Regions from separate parts of the Pan troglodytes genome. Here region 1 is linked to region 2. A link is a contact called in public capture Hi-C data. All regions are on one chromosome and are shown on one strand. The core of a region is the stretch at or near the end of the contact, and the rest is flanking DNA. Distances in the headings are between cores, read along the strand shown. Region 1 has its middle 89 kb from the start of SARAF. Region 2 overlaps DUSP4 (dual specificity phosphatase 4).

The links. Capture Hi-C pulls out chosen DNA fragments and counts their contacts.
Region 1: a contact with region 2 is called in a capture Hi-C map of stem cell-derived neural stem cells, with 8 times the contacts expected there. The contact joins two enhancer-like sites. A contact is called at or near these places in 3 of 7 Hi-C or Micro-C datasets (induced pluripotent stem cells and stem cell-derived neural progenitor cells), 1 of 1 datasets of contacts at active chromatin or transcription factors (stem cell-derived excitatory neurons) and 1 of 1 other capture datasets (stem cell-derived neural stem cells).

The regions. Positions count from the first base shown.
Region 1 is chr7:38,365,861-38,370,792 of NHGRI_mPanTro3-v2.0_pri, reverse strand. No RefSeq gene overlaps it. Among named protein-coding and RNA genes, the nearest start is that of SARAF, 89 kb to the left of the region's middle. Within about 2 kb of position 1,417, at least 4 of the 24 cell types and tissues checked have an H3K27ac peak or open chromatin away from gene starts, as enhancers often do. A contact at or near this core is called in stem cell-derived neural progenitor cells and stem cell-derived neural stem cells, where this site is marked.
Region 2 is chr7:37,701,634-37,706,314 of NHGRI_mPanTro3-v2.0_pri, reverse strand. It overlaps DUSP4 (dual specificity phosphatase 4), which reads left to right. Exons shown (of 4, transcript XM_520046.9): 2 at 2,543-2,688; 3 at 4,284-4,503. Among named protein-coding and RNA genes, the nearest start is that of DUSP4, 10 kb to the left of the region's middle. Within about 2 kb of position 2,409, at least 4 of the 24 cell types and tissues checked have an H3K27ac peak or open chromatin away from gene starts, as enhancers often do. A contact at or near this core is called in stem cell-derived neural progenitor cells and stem cell-derived neural stem cells, where this site is marked.

The DNA.
Region 1 (4,932 bases), core at 168-2,667, 670 kb before region 2:
CATGCAATTTACAACCTGCTTTTTTCATTTTACATGAAACCACAAATAGAGGCTTTAAAATCATTATTTTAAGTGGCCGAATAATATAACAGTAAGAAGCTATTGCAAATAAAGCTGTGGTCTACTTTCCTATTTGTATCATTTAAAAAATTCTGTTGCATTATTTCCTGGAATCAGGATCAAAAGGTAACATATTTCATGATACCTAAACATATTATAATGTTGCTTCCCAATATACAATGATGAGTTTAGCAAATATCAATATACAAAGTATGACCGGGCGCAGTGGCTCACACCTGTAATCCCAGCCCTTTGGGAGGCCGAGGCAGGTGGATCACTTGGGGTCAGGAGTTCGAGACCAGTTTGGCTAACATGATAAAACCCTGACTCTACTAAAAATACAAAAATCAGCTGGGTGTGGTGGCAGGTGCCTGCAATCCCAACTATGCAGGAGGCTGAGGCAAGAGAATTGCTTGAACCTGGAAGGCGGAGGTTGTAGTGAGCTGAGATACTGCACTCCAGCTTGGGTGACAGAGCAAGACTCCATCTCAAAAGAAAAAAAAAAATATATATATACACACACATATATGTACATGTATGTGTATATATACACACACATACATGCATGTGTATATATACACACATATATACACACATATGTATATATGTATATACACACATATGTATATATGTATATATATATACACACGTATATGTATATACACATATATATGTATATGTATGTGTGTATATACACATATATGTATATGTATGTGTGTATATACACACATACATGTATATATACACACAAAGTATGAGTTTATCCGTTTTTTAACCATTTTGATAGCACTAGATGTTACCATCAAAACATATTCTGGAGCTTGCATGCTGGCAGGGGCCTGTAGTCCCAGCTAATGGGGAGCCTGAGGCAGGAGGATTGCTTGAGCCCAGGAGTTGGAAGCTACAGTGTGCTATGACTGCACCTGTGAATAGCCACTGCACTCCAGCCTGGGCAACACAGAGCTCGCATCAGTAAAAAACAGTCAATCCCCCAAACCCTCCAAAACTAAAACAACGTTTTCTAGGGTTAGTTTAATAGTTGTAAAATAACCCTGCTGCATGATCAGACATGGATATTATTGCTATCAGATAGTGAATAAATGACCCATGGCTGCCTTAAACAATCTTGTATTCAGTTGGAATAATTTGTCAAAAGAACAGCTTGCCTTTCTGTGTGTGGCCTAGACTGGTAACGGTAATGCAAAAAAACATTAAGATGCTGTAAGATGAACAATCCACTGTTTAGCAATGAGTATCTTCGTATTATTTTTATTTGGCTTGTGGGGTTGTGGAGGGAGTTAAGGCCTCTGACTGAACACTAGAGGGTAGTCCTGGCTACCGAATAGCTCTGCCCTTTCTTCCCATTCATGTTTCCTTAGTATTGTCTTGGGGAAACTGGCCGTGACACCAATGCACGTGGCTTAATACATGCTGCTTGATTGACTTTTTGGCATGATAGTTTCAGGCGATCCGAAATGCAAAGGGATGTTCAGCCCTTGGAGACTCATGTTCCCTTTCCTTTTCTTCCAGTAATGCACTACTTGGGTATTTTCAGGAACAAAAACATCAAAAGAGTTTTCAGTAGAGGATAGGCTGATGCTTACATAGAACCTCAGGCAGCTCTCTACGGAGGATTGTGCAGCAAACCGAGGCGGCAAGGATTGCTGAAGGGCACAGGAGCTGAGCTGCAGGCCTTGGCATTTGGGGATCTTAATGCTTTTGTGGATTGGAATGGAGGCTGGGCCGGGACGGGATCAAAAGTAGGCTGAGCAGGCCAGGCAGATATAGTCACATTGGCCTCTGGGAGGGATGGAAAGCAAAGGAGAAGGAAGCAGTCTTGAGCCCCCAGAGCCAGGACTGACCATCAGAAGAGAGGAGGCAACATGGCCCCGCTAAATAATTAGAACAAGAGTTTGTCCTAATTCTAGGTAGCCTGTTTTTCTGAGGAGCTCAGAAGATATGATCTCATTAGCCCTGAAAGTCAGGATAACTGACAGTTAACCTTCAGGATAACTTCCTCTGGTGCCATTTTGTCGCCCTGAGTAGGACATCAAGTTCCCAACAGCGGAGGGTCATGGGGCTGCACAGAAGCAGGCACCATGTTTAAGTCTCATGCAGTGAGTTGACCGTGGTGGTGTGGGGTCTCTCTTGGTCTGTCTGTGGGCTGAGGCGAGGCTCAAGAGCACCAGCCTCCCATAAACTCAGGTCTTCCCCAGAGCCTTGAAGCCTTTTCAGTGTTCGATCTGAATTTCTCTTGGATCTATCTTCAAACAAATTCAGGGTTTTCCTACATTAAAAACAAACAAAATCCCTTCAATCCCTCTCCCCTCCACCTGCCATACCCTGGAGCTAACTTTCTGTCTTTATCGTTCTCCCCAACATCAAGGAAGATGGAGCTTTATAACATTAAGAGATTTGAAACAATGATGATTGTCCTAGCTGTTGACATGAACTGTGGTTTAGTTTTGCAAAAGTTGGGCTCAAAACATTGAAAACAGCATTTGAAAACTATTTAATTACATATAAAAATTCTTCAGATATAAGTTCAGTGAAACAATCAGGAATAAACCTGCATGTAAAGTGTGATTCCAATTAAAAAACCCAAACCTCCCTAATATATGCAGAGAAAAAATGTCTGGAGGGAACTATCCCGAGATGTTGATAGTGTTTATCTCTGGGGGTGGGAGGATGGGAAATGTAAGTTTTCTTTATACTTCCTTAAAAACGTTTTGCAATAAATTGCTATGAGTTTTTATAATCAGAAAAGGGCTGTATCGTTATGAAGCTGTCTTGTCTCGTCCACTTCCTCCCACTGACTACGTCCTTAACTAACCCTTGCATTTCACTTCCCATTGAGACGTCTCTGCAGAAATGGTTCTCTCCAGGGTCACAAATGGTCACCTGCTTATTTCATGTAGTGTGTGTGTGTGTTTTTTTTTTTTCCTCCCTCAACTTCAACCTACCCCAGTGAAGATCATTTCTACCTTCTTCACTGTCTTCTAAACATTCCCAGCCGGGTGGCACACGGACCTAATTTTCACAATGTTCAAAACAGAACAAATACTCTTTATTTACCTATCTCAGTCTCTCCAGTTCTCCTTCCCAACCCAAATATCCTTCTCATTTTAAACTTTCTGGCTGGGTGCAGTGGCTCACGCCTATAATGCCAGCACTTTGGGAGGCTGAGGTGGGCAGATGACCTGAAGTCAGGAGTTCGAGACCAGCCTGGCCAACATAGTGAAAACCTGTCCCTACCAAAACTACAAAAGAATTAGCCAGCCATGGTGGCACACACCTGTAATCCCAGCTACTTGGGAGCCTGAGGCAGGAGAATCACTTGAACCTGGGAGGTGGAGGTTGCAGTGAGCCGAGATCGTGCCACTGCCCTCCAGCCTGGGTGACAGAGCGAGACTCCCTCTCAAAAAAATAAAAATAAATAAATAAATAAAATTTCTAATGTGTCATTACCTTGTTTACATAGACCTGGACCTGAAGTAGCAGGCCCAGTCTGACACCTCCCTCTTCCCTGTTTTCTTCCCCATCCACTCATTTGCCAAGTCCTCCGAATTCTACTTCTGTAGTTTCTCTTTCACCAAACCACCCGTTGTTTGTTCTCACTGTGTCTCTTCTAGCTCAGAAACTCCCTGTCTGATCTCTGGATCATGCCGAGTATCCTAACAGTTTTCTTTGCCTTTAGTCTTTCGCTTGCACCAATCATCAATCCACCCACTGCGGAGGACAACAGCCTGGCTCTGGGCGGATTTCTACTCTGTGCAGAAATCTCCATGGTCCTCATGGCCTGCTAAACCCCAAACAGGTTTCTTAGGTTTTCCTAGGCCTAACTATCTCTTTCAGTTTTGTTTCCTGCCGTCTCCAATCCAAGCGTGTCGGTCTAAGCAGAGCGCACACTGTTACCCTGAAAACAAATGTGAACCTGAAAGAGCTATTCCTTCGAGATGGATCCTGAGTGGCTAACTGGACCTATTTTATTGATTGATTGATTGATTGATTGATAGGGGTTTTGCTACACTGCATAGGCTGATCTTGAACTCCTGAGCTAAGGGAGTCTTCCCACCTCGGCATCCTAAAGTGCTGGTACTACAGGCCTAAGCCACTTTGCCCAGGCCTGGACCTATTTTAAATAAAGTCAGGCAGCCATTTGCTGACTACAGGTCACATGTGTACTCTGAGTTCCTCAAAAACCCACATTCCTACTTAACTTTAGGACTTTCAGAGTTCACCTGAATCAATCAATCAGAGCTCACCTGCCTTGGCCTTTCCGGGCTTAGTTTTATCAGCCTATCAGGGTTCAGCTGTATCTACCAATCAGAACTCACGTGTTGACCAGTCAGAACTAAGTAAGTTTGAATTCTGCATTTGGGTAAGTAGACCTGATTGGGAACCTGGGTGAGAAATTTGGCTATAAAACCTGAACTCTCGGCAGGGTGTGGTGGCTTACCCCTGTAATCCCAGGACTTTGGGAGGCTGAGCTGGGTGGATTACCTAAGGTCAGGAGTTCGAGACCAGCCTGGCCAACATGGAAAAACCCTGTCTCTACTAACAACACAAAAATTAGCTGGGCGCAGTGGCAGGTGCCTGCAATCCCAGCTGCTAGGGAGGCTGAGGCAGGAGAATCGCTTGAACCTGGGAGTCAGAGGTTGCAGTGAGCCTGGGTGACAGAGTGTGACTGTCTCAAAACAAACAAACAAACAGAAAAACAAAACCAAAAACCTGAACTCTCCCTTTGTTCTCTGGGTTGCACCTTCACTTTAAATGGAAGGCTACGTCTCTCCTGTTTGCAGACTATTCAATGGAATAATCTTTTTCCTCCAAATTCCTTTTCAGAGACCTTCTGTTCAAAATCCAAACATT
Region 2 (4,681 bases), core at 1,160-3,659:
AGTTGCGATGAGCCTGGGGGAGATGACGAATGGCCCCCTCAGGCCACATCTAGCCTGTTCCCCACCAAATGGGTCACTTGGGCCCTCCTTGCCCCCCACACCACTCCATGGCCAGCAGCCGGCGCCAGGTCCCTGACAAGGGTTCTGCTGAGTGGCAGCCATGGCCATGCCTGGGAGAGAAGATGGAGGTCTGGAGGTCTCCGGAAACCAAGAGACAGGTTTCTGGGAGAGCAGGCTGTCAAATGCCCAGTACCTTACCAGCATTACCCTGTCCCCGGTTCCTCTTTGGCCTTTGAGGATCTCTGCTGAGGGCACCCGAGGGCACCCCTCCATGTAGGCACCGAGAAGGGAAAACTTCGTGATCTGTCTCCCTGATGCCAGGCACAGAGCCTGGCTGTCAGAACCAGTCCTCATAGGCCTTTGTGCAGGGGACTTTCATCACTTACAGACAAGGAGGAGGCTCCGAGAGGTTCAGGAGGCCCGGGCTGCACAGGTGATACATGATCAGGGTGGGGTGCAACCTCATGGCAGAGCCTGTGCCCTTTCGGAACTTCACTCCAGTGCCCTGTTCCATACCCTCAGCAATGGAGACAACATCCTCTCAGCTGCTCTGGGCTCCTCCTGCTTCTCCAGCCCTGAGGGCCACTCTGCTCTGTGACCGTGGGGCCTGCCCTGGCACTCCTGGGCCACCCAACCATTCACTTTTGAGTGCAGGCGATAGCTTGTCTGTCTTGGTGGTGAGTTTTTGCAGGACACCACCTGTGTCTAACATGTTGTTTTAAAATGTGTTTTAATAGCTCAAATTATGTAATAGACAAAAGGATCATGTACTTAGAATTTTTGCAAATCCTAGAGAAGTATATAGAGTAATAAGTGATGGCTTGGGATACAAGTGATCAACCACTGTTAATGAATGAGTTTCCCTTCCACTTTCTCCGAAAGGGAGCATGGACTGAAGTTTCCCATCACAGAAGCCCCTGAAGGACTTCAGCTGCAGACAGATATTTCCTTCCTCTTCCCTCATCCTCTAATTACTGCATTTTGGGCAGCAGTGGTGGCAGCCGAATAAGGAAAGGGGTTTATGATGGGAGGGAGGGGGTGCTTCTGTGATGAAGTGGCTGCCGAGGCCACCAGCATGACCGAGGCTGACGGTACCAGCCCCACCAGCAGGTTTTCCATCCAGGGAGGCTGGTCACTGTGACTCAGCAGGAACAAGGGCCTGTGACCAGAGAGAGATCCATTTATATCCTGAGGGAGGGAGAGGAGGGGAATAGAGAAGCCTCCAGTCAGAGAGGAAAAAATGTACGCCCTGTTTCTATAAGCCTTATGATGTGGTAGAGAACCGTTTCCTTCCTCTCAGTAGGAAGCAGTCTTTAGGGTTGGGATTTGGCGCAAGTGACTGACTCACCGTCACATGTCTGCACATTGGAAAATTTCTATGAATGGCCCTAGGGCACAGAGGTCCTATGTCACTGTCATGAAGACCGCAAAGGTAGCGACATCCAGGACTGTTGGCCAAATTGTCATTGGAGTCAGTTGAATGGGTTTGTTGGAATGGTGGTTCTCCAACGCACAGGCCCTACTGAATCAATTGAATCCATTTCTGGCCCTACAGAAACTGCAGAATAAAAATAAAAGCAGGGCCATACATTGATAGCACTGTGGATTGGAAGTTGGCCGCAAAAGGAAGTCCCAGAGATCACAAGAAAGCCAGAGATAGGGCTTGAAAGGTTGTCTTTTTGGATGGCCTCCCTGTGGCCTCTCCCTGTATCCCACCTGCCTCCACCCCTCTTAGATAGGAGCACTCACCCTACCCCAGCTCAGCTGGCCATTTATCATCATCTTCTTTTTTTATTTAAAAGATCTACCTTCTCTGGAAGATGATCCCACAGATAACCATTCCAGGGCTTACCCACTCTCAGGTCAGGAAATACTCCCTTGCCCCAAACCTGCACATAGCATGAGGGGTTTATTTAGATTTAAGCCCGTTTTCCTCTTGTTCTGGTCTCTTGGTGACAGAACAGCTATTCATGAGGATGTGCAATGGACATCTGCTCCATTGCTGAGATCCAGAAGAGTTTGTACCAGGGTCATTTTTTTCCTTCTTTCTCACATTGGAGAACCTCCCCTGAGGAAGGGCTGGAATCAGGGGTGGCAGGTGTCTCTACAGGTACTTAGTGTCCTTGGAAGCCCAGCGTGACCTTTGCTTCTCTATTTTGTCATTGTCCTGAGGAGCTACTCCACAGTCACTTCTGCACATCCCCCTGCACGTCTTCCTTTGTATGTCTACCTCTCTAACCCAAGTCTTGTCCATAAAGCTTATCCTTCCAGCTTTGCTGCAGTCCTGACGAGTGTGTCCTCTGCATCTCTGGAAACCGCTCCATGGCCATTCTCTAGGTCCACAGCGCCACCTAGTGGCCAATATGGAGCACGCCAGCCCCTGCCTTCCTAGCAGTCCGCCTGAGTCTGTAGGAGTAGAGTTCTTTCTGACTTCCTGCTGGCTTAGTGACCCCATTAACCTGAGCTTCTTTCTCCTTTACAGGCGGCTATGAGAGGTTTTCCTCCGAGTACCCAGAATTCTGTTCTAAAACCAAGGCCCTGGCAGCCATCCCACCCCCGGTTCCCCCCAGCGCCACAGAGCCCTTGGACCTGGGCTGCAGCTCCTGTGGGACCCCACTACACGACCAGGTAGACTCGGGGGTCAGGGCTTGGAAGTGGGGGGCAGGAACAGCGTAGGGGCCAGTGGATGCCTTCTTTTCAGAGTTCTGACGGTGTTTTTTGTCTTTGCTTTTGAGACAGTCTTGCCCTGTCACCCAGGAGTGCAGTGGTGTGATCATAGCTTACTGCAGCCTCAAACTCCTGGGCTCAAGGGATCCTCCCTGGTAGCTGGGACTACAGGTGGCGCTACCATGCCTGGCTAATTTTTAAAGGTTTTTGGTAGAGATGGGGGGGGGGTTCTTGCTATGTTGCCCAGGCTGGTCTTGAACTCCTGGCCTCAAGTGATCCTCCTGCTTTGGCCTCCCAAAGTGTTGGGATCACAGGCGTGAGCCACTGCATCCAATCCTGAGATTTTTTTAAGTCTTTGAATGTTATGCCTCAATTTGGGGAGAATGCGGTGAACCCAGAGTATTGGGGTGGAATGTTAGGTAGGACCTATTTATTTCTTGGAAATCTTCCCCTTCCCTCTCTAAATATCCTCCTAAGAAAAAATTCTAAAGACATGACTCCCTGGCTTGGCCTCTAACGTGGTGTCCGGACAAATGAGGAGGCCTCCAGAAGCCCTGGGGGACCTGCTCTCTGGGAAGCTGAGGTCATTCTCCTCTGAAGTAGCAGGCCATGAAATACATCTCGGTCCCCGACAGGCAGGCTGCTCCCATGTATCAGCCAAATGAACATAGATGGTCACCCACCCTCCCTCCAAGAAAACCTGCTTGAGCCACTGCGTTTCTTATAAGCCCACCCTCCAGCCCTTTCAGTTAGATGGACTCTGCTGCCCACATCTCATGTGCTAAATTTAAGCCACTGTTGCCTCATTTTACCAAGATCCTCTCTCTTGTCTGTGTGGCCATGAGGGCATCAGCTTATTTATTTGTTTATTTTTAGAGACAGAGTCTCACTCTGTTACCCAGGCTTGAGTCCTGTGGCGCAATCATAGCTCACTGCAGCTTCAAAGTCCCGGGCTCAAATGATCCTCCCATTTCAGCCTCCCAAGCAACTGGGACTACAGGTGTGCACCATCATGCCAGCTTAATTGTTTGAGAGATGAGGTCTCACTGTGTTGCCCATGCTGGTCTTGGAACTCCTGGCTCACATGATCCTGCCACCTCAGCCTCCTAAAGTGCTGAGATTACAGGTGTGAGCCACTGCACACCTGTTTTTGATATGCCCAGTGAATACATATCAAAACAAATAAGTATCTAAACCACACAGCAAATGGCTTGATGATTAGCAGATATAAACTCAGTGTCACAGATGGTGCCATAAGGCCGGCATTGTCCTGCCGCTTATTTTGCCATGGGGGAGGTGCAGGAGAGTCCCACAAGACTTTACCTGCCCTGGCCTCTCTGCTCACAAGTAGAGGGCAAAGGCTGGAGAAGTCCCACTGGGCCTATCGCCCCTCCAAGAGTTCCAGGAGGCTACAGGGGGAGGCTGGGAGGGCCAGGCCCAGCAGGCATTCTCCCTGGGCTTGGAAAGGAAAGCTCTTCTCAGACAAGCTTCCACTCCCTGTGCCAAGCACTTTACCCTCATGTCATTCAGGGGCCTTTGTTTCCCTTTCTGTGCAGGGGGGTCCTGTGGAGATCCTTCCCTTCCTCTACCTCGGCAGTGCCTACCATGCTGCCCGGAGAGACATGCTAGACGCCCTGGGCATCACGGCTCTGTTGAATGTCTCCTCGGACTGCCCAAACCACTTTGAAGGACACTATCAGTACAAGTGCATCCCGGTGGAAGATAACCACAAGGCCGACATCAGCTCCTGGTTCATGGAAGCCATAGAGTACATCGGTAGGCTGGCCCTGCTCTGGGGTTCCTGGGTCTGAGGGCAGGTGGGAAGGATAAGGAACCCCTGTAAGCCTGGGTTGAAGGTGGACATTGGAGGCACTGAATCCAAGGGTCCCCATTCCCCCTCTTCCTCATTGGGAAGGCTTACACATTGGATGTTGGGTTGGGAGGGAGGAGGGAA